Regions from separate parts of the Oryzias latipes genome. Here region 1 is linked to region 2. Evidence: chromatin contacts called from public Hi-C data. All regions are on one chromosome and are shown on one strand. Each heading gives the region's core, a stretch centred on a gene start, on an enhancer-like site or on the middle of the called end of the contact. The rest is flanking DNA. Distances are from core to core; before and after follow the strand shown.

Region 1 (4,638 bases), core at 708-3,207, 34 kb after region 2:
GTAAACTAGCGAGAGAGAGGGTAATAAGATGGGTGATGGGAAGAGGGGATGGGCTTAAAATCCCGCACCACACAGAGGCTGTGTTGTCCTTGTGCCGCTCTGCAGAAACTATGTCCTCAAAAATGACACAGGTTCTTGGATTTTGTCTAAAAACCGCATAATCATAATTAAAAGACCACTGCTTTAAAAATAGGTCAAAGATGATCAGGGTGAGTCTTTAAAGAACTGATCAATACAATATAAACTCTATGTTTCCAAATGTAACAAAGTAAATCAAAGGAATATTCAAATAAATGACAGAAAAAAGAGCTCTGAAAATGCTGAATCAGCATTCATGTTGGCTCCACAAACTTCCTCATGTGTACAGTTTTGGTCCTGAAGTTAGAGGGACGCTTGTTAGAAAAACATTTTAAACTTCTTTTTATTTGATAAATCGGAAATTTGAACGAATTGGATTGTTTGTGATGATTTCTGTCATTGAAGATGTTAATTGCTGGATGCGTGTTTTTGCAGAGAAAACATGGAGATGGTCGCGCGTAAAACGCTTTCATGTTTTGTTTTGTTTTGTTTTTCTGAATTTCTCAGAGCCAGCCTGACGGGCCTCCACAGGTGAGCAGCCGAACTCCGCGCAGGAGGTCCTGATGCAGTCTTCCCGATCAGAGTCGCTCCCGCAGCTGCTCGGAGGCGCTCGGGCCTGTTTGTGTTGGCAGCATCAGCTGATCGGCAGGAGCCTGCAGGCCGCAGAGGAGCGCCCTCACATCACACCCTCTGACGCAGCCCGACACTCCGGAGCACACCGAGCCAGAGCCCCGGGATGGGGGGGGGGGGGGGGGGGGTGCCGGGGCTCGAACGGGCGGAGAGAAGGCGTAAATTACAATTAAAATGCGTCAGGAGGAGCCGCGCGTAATCCCGGAGGAGGACAGAAAACAAAACAGCCCGAAAAATGCGAGACAAAGCGCTCATTTTTATGCAGGCGCGCACAGATAGGGGGGGGGGGGGGGGGGGGGGACTCACTGTGGCAGAGCTGAGGCAGCTGTCCGTCAGCGTGAGGTGGTGCGGCTCCCATCTCCGCAGGAACTTGGACGTGAGGATCTTGCTGAGGAAGGTGCGCGGGTGCTTGAGCACGCACACCTGGATGTCGCCCTCGTGCAGCAGCTTGTAGCGCATCCCGCTGCTGCTGCAGTGGTGCAGGGGCCGCTTGCAGGGCCCCGCGCCCGGCTTGGCGTTGTTGTGGCCATCCGACATCTCCCCCAGCAGCGGCTTGCTCTCCTCGCACTGGTAGAACTGGTTGTTGTGCAGCTCCCCGCCGCCGTTCACATCCATCTCCCCTGATCCAGCAGACTTGGTCGTCCGAACGTTTGGAGCCGCCGGGGGGCTCAGGACTCCGCCATCGGGGGGCCCAGCCGAGAGAAAAACGAAAACCAGACACGGATAAGGTCGCGGGAGGGGGTGGGGGTACCTACCGACCCACCGCCACAACACTTCTTCAGTTAGTGCGGCGGGCCCACGCACAGCCGCGGGTTTCACAGCAGCAGATCCAGGCGCAGGGGGGTCTCTGTAAGCCCTTCACGATAATCCACCATTTCCGTCCGCGCACAAAGCCCGTGAACTGTCTCCACGGTGCGTCTTCACTCCCACCCACCCCCCCGAACCGTCAACGAGCGGCTCAGTGTGTTAGGGCCATGGCCTTATCCGATCCGTTCGCCCCTCCGGGGCCGAACGCGGTAATCCTCGGCGGGGGAGCGGCGCCGCGCGCGGGGGTCTCCTCGGGCGGCAGCTGTGCGGTCCCTCCGTGGGCTTTCGTGTCCGTTCGCTGCCTCGGTTTCGTTGAATTCGCCTTTCTGTCTCGGTGTGAAGAGGAGCGTGCACTCTCCGCTGCGCCGCGCCGATTGGCCGCTGCTCGTTCATGTGATCGCCGACTGACGTCAAAGAGGAGGCGAGCGGATGAGCCGCGTGTCTTTGTGCTCGAGTGTCTGCCGCGAGGACGCACGCTCACCCCCACCCCCCGCGTGCGCGAGGAAAAATGCAGGAGGAAGCACGAGCTCCTAGTGACTCCCCGCCTCTGACTAAAACAAGAAGAACAATAAAACAAAGAATTTTAAACGTTTTTACTGTAAAATTATAAAAATACAATAGTAAGAAATAAAATAAAGTAACGATCAATGATATTTAGTTATTATAAAGAGTCCAATATTTATGAAATATTTTACTAATTAATCTAAAACAATTACCTTTTTTTACTGTATGTAGTTTTTATTAGGATTCTGTTGAGGAATATTTTCTTATTCTACTTCATTAGAAATACTTCTATTTTAAAAACTATTGTTCCACATTAATGAAATCATTTATTCTTTTAATCTTTTCTTCGTTTAACATTATTTTTAATTTTATTTTCATTTTTATTTGATCATTCTTTAACCTTTTTTATAGTTTGTTTATATGAAAATGTGATATTTCACTGTTTCTTTAAGTTGCACTACTTTGCTTCTTTCAATTTTATTTCGATTTTTGTGTGTAAATCTTTCATTTTTTCCATTTTTTTCCAGGTTTTCTGAAGTATTTTCAGTCTTGATTTGCCTCTTTTCTTTAGTTCCCATTGATTTGTTTTGTACTTTTTTCCCTCATGGATGCACCGTCATCAAACGAGACATTTCTGCAGAAAAACAAACAACTTTAACCTGCACAGCTGCCATGTAACATCACTGCAACTGGATCAATGAGACAAAAGAAACAATAAAGTGAGTAATATTTGTTGTATAATTTTCCAGAACTCTTTTCTGTTGTGGAGGAGTAGCAGGAATCAGCTCCTGGACCTTTGGATCATGTTTGGCGACCTAGTATCAGAATCTTGTGGTGTTAGGAGCATAAGCACTTGTAGACGACCTCCTTCTTGATCGGGACATGCACGGCCGATAAACTTATTTGACCTTCTGTAGAAATCAGGGAGGTTCCTGTGGTGCAGAATGACGGGCCAGACTGGAGGAACAGCTTTTCCTGCGTTCATGGCAACTCAACTCATTCCATTCTATTTTTTTCCATTCGTATTTATTCAATTGTTTCTGTACATATTGGAGATTTTTGGTTAGACATGTGAGTTACAGTATTTTCTTTTTTTATTTTATTCCATTTTATTTTCTTCACCACTCCACAATAAAAGGATTCTGATTCTGACCGGGATCAGCTGATGGGACGATATCTGCTGGTTTGTAGCGTTCAGAGCCTCAAGTCCAAATCAAAGCTTCAAAGCTTCATGATTTTGGGTTTTGTATTAAACACCTACACCAAAAATGGTGTCTTTGTTGTTTCTAACATGTTCTTCTGGTTTTTTCACATAATAGGGGACATTTATGAAATAAATTAAGCTCAAAATCGCGTTTCTTTTACTAATTGTTGTGAATCAGGAGCAGACTAAAAAATGCCGTTTGAAAGATCATTTTTGTGGCGTATTTGTAGAAAATACGCTGAGAGACTCCGAGCTCTCCGCTTCGCTTCATTCTGATGCATCATTGCAGACAAATGGATGCATCTACGTCTTTGTTTTGCTCATCTGAGCTGGAATCTGGCTCTAAACTTTACTACTCGCCATCGTAATGTTAGGTTGGGGTTGTGAGGGGCTGTAAGCTAGCGGGAGAGCATGTAAACTAAGAGCTCTCAGCAACGGGGAGCGAAAGGGGGGTGGGGTTTCTCCAGGCCAACAGTTCGGCCCTCAACTCAGAGGTGAATTTCTAATGAACAGAAACTTTGTACTACAAATTTTATTTCTTTATTTTGGCTAAAAACGGCATAAATCAAGTATAAGATCACTGGGAACGATTTTAGAACAGATCAAAAGTTGATCAGAGTGAGACATTAAAGTGAAATTTGAAAAGAACAAAAAAAGTGGACCCCAAACCAAATGCACCTTTAGGAGACCCTAAGTCAGAGCAGAAATCCATGTGAAGGAACCAAGAAGGCAACAATTTGTTTTATGAAGTAGAAGCTTTTTCAAAGTTTTCCAAACATCGCAGCTGGATGTGCCGAGATTCGTGCTTCAAAAAACATGTCAGGAACTCTGTTCTTCATCACGTCCCCTGATTATCCTTACAAAACCACAGAAACATTAACAACAGGGAGCCGGAAACATAGAAGAAGGAAGACTGGAGACAAATTACACGAGAAACACCAAAGAGGAGAAGATTAGGAGAGTAAAAACGTTCTAGAGGAAAAGAAACTGAAAAAAGCAAAACGATGACAAACAGTGAAGCAACTGAAATAATGCAATGTTCTGCCGTAAATGACGCAGAGCTGAACGAGTCGACTCGCTGAAACATGTCTGCTTTCCGGAGGGGCTTCAGCAGAGAAGCAAAGGGAAACCTGAGAGGTGCATCACTCCTGCACATCAGCGTCGAGGAAGCCGCGCTGTGAGAAACCCATTTTTTTTTAGGTGGAGATATTAAAGCGGACTTCTCCGCTTCCTCGCCATCCTTAGAGCTTCTACACCTTTCATTCAAACTTCCATCAGGAAAGAAAAAAATAAAACTGGGCACGGAAACAAGTATTTGTTGAAACCGCTACGCTGACCTCCGAGCTTCAAACACCCAGTAAACAAAGATAAACAAAACCAAAACAGGAGTTTGTGGATCGGCTGAAAGATCTCAT
Region 2 (4,626 bases), core at 1,982-4,481:
GAGCAGACAGGAGTGAACCTGCAAGACAGATGGGACACGAGCTTCTGAGAGCTGAAGTAAAAACAAAGCATCCTAGTAGCAAAATAAAAGAATGAATCCACGGTTATTCAAAATAAAAGCATCAATGGGGGAGTTTTTTTTTCCAATCTGAACCTCATAACATAACTGTGTACAGTTGCCACAGCAGCATCATCAACACAATCACTGTGTGAGGGACCACGCTTTTGTTTCTAACTGGGACGCTGCAGTCTTGGCGCCACAGGGAAAGTGTTCCAGCAAACTGAATGTTTTTTATTTCAGGAAACTGAATGTTTTTTATTTCAGGTTGGGATTGTCATCTCAGTAAAAAGGCTTCTTCGTTGAGGAGTCCCACAGACTCTGAGACAACATGGAGCCCTGAACGAGAACCACATCCCCAAAAGAGTCTTCTTCACGTTGCCCAAATATTAAACAAAAACAGAGTTAACCCTTGTGCTTTCCTAGGCACTTTACCATTGGGAGTTGGGTCATCTGGACCCACTAGACAGTGCGCTGAACCTTTTTTCTTCAATGATTTGTGATCTTCACTGGTGTCCATGGATTACATGAAATCTTTCCACCTTTATCCACCTTTGTCATGGTAGGGAGAACACGTCAATGCAAGGGTGGGGTCATCTAAGTTAGCACAAGGGTTAAAACTTTTATGGATTTTGATTCTTTGTAAAAAGGTCAAAAAGTGCCTGCAGGAACCTGCACAGCTCTGCAGGTATTTACACCATAAACTCAGCAAACTCACCTAGAATAAAGAAGAATGTAGTTTATGTGATAATCTACCAGGATATTTACTGCACTGGAGCATTGGTCTTTTGTACTGTAGCTTTCACAATGACCACAGTATTTCTCTCACGTCATTTACTTCAGGTTAATGCCTTAACTGTTTCTTATAACTTATAACTGCTTTCAGCCCTTTAACTGCAGGAAACGCAACACAGATGTCCCCATTGGCTCTGTTCTATGTGGATCTTAAAGAAAACATGGAGGATAAAAGATCTTTAATAAGAGTGCTTTCATGTGACGGTCGCTTCATTGGAGGCATTTTGACAAGTCAAAAGTTTTTTGTTGTTGTTTGGAATAATCACATTGGAATATTGTGGAATTCGATCAACAATATTATTTTGTCTTGAATGATTAAAACTAAAAGCTATTCTCTAACTACGGCGAGCAGGACACTTATGTTTAGAATGGACCGGACCTCTGAACTCATGGACTTCTGCTTCACTCCAGTGAAAATGCTGTTTTTAACATGACAGAAGCGTTTTTGCGACGGCTCACATAGAGGCTCACCTCCTGCCTCGGGTCCTCAGCAAACCTTTGAATGACGTACTTCAGCTCCCTGAAACAGAGACAGGAGCGTTAAATCAGTTTGATGCCTCCTCCTCCTCTTCCTCTTCCTCCAGGAGCGAGCAGATGACTGCAGGACTTACTTGGTGAATTTGGCGTGTGCCAGAGCTCTGCAGGGAGGAAACAAACACATATGTGAGAAACAGCATGTTAACATGCTTAAGATCAGGGGTTCTATCAGATTTAACAGTTTGAGAACAATCCCATACATGAACTCCAACTACAAACCCCTTTAATAGTAAATGGCGTATACTTATATAGCGCTTTTCTACCTACAAGGCCCAAAGCGCTTTACAGTCACACACACATTCACACACTGGCGGCTTCCTCTGACAGAACCGCCAATGTCTGAACAACTCGATTAGGATCTGAGAGTCATATAAGCCTTTTTTTGGCCCTAAAAGAAACTTCTAGCACATTAAATACATTAAATTATGAAAAGTCTGAAATGCAAGGTTTCCTGGAAATCTCATATTAACTGTATTAAAAAACACAAATATCGCTATGCTGTGTGTAAAGGTAAATGGTTGTTAGATACCGGTGCATAATATTTATTATATAACTCCTTGATTACCCGACTTATTCTATTGAAATTTGGGGAAACACAATCAAAGCATTCAGAAAATCCATTCTCATTTTATAAAAGAAAAGCATCAAGAAGTAATGCACATATCTGCTCCATTAGTTTTAAATTTTAAGAAATCTCGAAATTCCCAGATTCAGTCCCAATGAGTATTTTAAAATTAATATATAAAGTGCATCATAAATGTTTACCGCATAGTATACTAAATTAATGTGAAAAAAAGAATACAATTTAAAAGAATTTGCAATTTTGAAAAACTTTAATATAAACTTTTGAGTCAACATACTCAAAAAAATTGTTAGAAATATTCCAAAAATATGAGCAATAAGAAATGTTTTGTTTATATTTTAGAGTTATGGTTTGTGTTAAAACTAAGGAAACTACATTTGTTGGTTTTCGCCATCTTTTGAAAGTATATATTTTTTTGTTTATTGTTTTAAGAAGGTAAAATGAAGGTAAAATTTTTTGTAAAATACAAAAAAAAAAAGTGTAGAACACATGAACATTTTGTACGCAATCATCCCTTGGCTTAAACATTTTTGGAGTTGTATTCTTTCCTCCCGCATTTATTCCAATCAAAGAATTTATTTTCTCTTGTTGGAGTTGAGTTGTCTGCTGGAGTGGAACCCTGCAGCACCTTTTTGTTCCACGGGAACAGAAGGATGTCATCAGCAAACATGTTTAACTCATAAATGTCTTAGCACGTCCACAGTCCTCAATGCAAACCAAATGCAGCAAGTCAGCAGATTATTTTGTTCAATTTGATGTTAGGCCTTCATACTGCAGTGTTTAAGTTAGAGGCAAAAAAAAATAAGTATAAAATCTATTGAGGAACTACAGAAAGGTAGCTATAGAAAGCTTCAATGAGAAGATACATATTGTTCAGAAAAGTCCAAGGGAAGCATGTGTTTGAACTGCAGTGTTGGTTTGTTAACTTGACTCGAATATGGCAACAGTTTGATACAAAAGTGGAACTGAAATATTTCTTTCTGATGCTAAACTTGAACAAAAATGAACAAAAAAGCGCTGATGGACTTCCTCCAGTGGCTCTAAAAACCCAGTGAACTCATTGTAAACAGTAGCAGTCCTTCCGTGTAAGCGTGAGGCAGATTTCAGTATGCGCTCATATGACTCATTGTGTTTTCCATTACAGGGGGGGTAATTGTTGCCACTGTTAATGAAGCCCCAGGCCTGGGACAGACCTCGGCGGAGAAACAACAGAACGTTGGCCGGTCAACGCTAATGACGCTCTGAGAGGGCCAGCCAAAAACAACCCCGGGGCCGCTTCAATCAACAACAGCCGACTCTCAGGGGGGCAGGAAGGAGACGTGGTGATGTAGTTCACCTGCGTCAGCAGCAGGATCCCAACAGGGCGCCATCAGAACCATGGCTGCATCCTCTGAGACGCCGACAACAACACGATGGAAGGTTTGCTCAACGCTGTTCTGCTTCAACCAAAGATATGGATTCATAAAAGCGAATTCTGTCTGTTTTATTTTAATTCAATTCAATTTTATTTGTATAGCCCAAATTCACAACAACAATCGTCGAGTGACTTTAAAATATGTGGAAGAAGAGGTGGAGCTTGTGTTTGACCCCACCCCTCCCATAGCAGCTGTTGCAACACGGCTTTTAAAAACTTGGACAACATTTACCGACATTTAGCGATTTTTTTAAATATTAAACATAACTGTATTAGAACTTTGTTAAATCTGCCCCCACATATTGATCTGTCAGTTAGTGATTGATGGAGACTCGTTTAAAGACTGGCAGACCTGTACTTTGGTGTCAGTGTTTCTCAACATGAACCTGTAAAAAAAAAACCTTTTGACAGAACTGCTGTTTACATTCTTGTGTTTGCTTTGATGCTTCATTCTTCCTGATCTCGTATCCTGATACATTAGAAACTTCAACAATGCTCCTATTTACCAGGTAATAATATGTACAGCTGTGCAGGTTTTACTTGTTTTGTTACTCCGACAAAAGTGCGTCAGTAAAAACTTCAAAACATATCATTTTTTTGTGTAGTTCAAGTTGTAAACTGACCAATTAGATGCTCCAATAAAAGTCTGTATGTCTGCTGACCCCCACGTTCTATAAACCTTCAACAAATTTCCAGTGGTAGGGGTGTGGACTTCTGACAAGCTCACTAATGATTGGGGAGAGTGGTTTCCATAGAAACAGTGACTCAGAGTGACCAATCATTGCTTACTGACGTCATCTGTTTCCAATGTATGACGGCGTTCAGATCATAAGAAAATAGAAACTGAATTGACTTCATTTGGTTGGGGACGGAAGCAAACCATTTTCTATGAGAGACGTCACACTCGGTGGGTCCAGTTCTCACGTAAGGTCAATATATTCAACATTAGAGGCCTTTGGCTCACACTGCACTTCCACCGGAGGCCTCCAGGAGGAGCTCATGCTATGATGTCCAATGACGTTTCTTAAACATGTATGCCAACGAGACTTCTGCACATCAATACTCACTCTTTAGGGAAGGGTATGGGTTGCAGCAGGCTGGCCAGAGCCGGCCTCCAGTCGTCATAGTCTGACCTGCAACAACAACAGAGAATCAGAGTTTTGTTGCAACAATTGAACATAATAAAAGTTTTTTTTCAAAATCAATTTCTAAATCAAGCCTGTAAAGTGATCGCTGGACA

What was found. A called contact is a pair of places that touch in the nucleus more often than the background predicts.
Region 1: a Hi-C map of gastrula embryo shows a contact between it and region 2, with 1.7 times the contacts expected there. The contact joins the promoter of cmip here to the enhancer-like site in region 2. A contact is called at or near these places in 4 of 5 Hi-C or Micro-C datasets (embryo, fibroblasts and gastrula embryo).

Annotation. Positions count from the first base shown.
Region 1 is chr6:26,265,783-26,270,420 of ASM223467v1, forward strand. cmip (C-Maf-inducing protein) reads right to left here and starts at 1,958. Exons shown (of 21, transcript XM_023955992.1): 1 at 1,015-1,958. The coding sequence starts at 1,323.
Region 2 is chr6:26,230,245-26,234,870 of ASM223467v1, forward strand. cmip (C-Maf-inducing protein) reads right to left here. Exons shown (of 21, transcript XM_023955992.1): 11 at 4,454-4,519; 12 at 1,464-1,490; 13 at 1,324-1,372; 14 at 1-18. Among protein-coding and RNA genes, the nearest start is that of LOC101168458, 25 kb to the left of the region's middle. Within about 2 kb of position 3,232, at least 2 of the 8 cell types and tissues checked have an H3K27ac peak or open chromatin away from gene starts, as enhancers often do. A contact at or near this core is called in gastrula embryo, where this site is marked.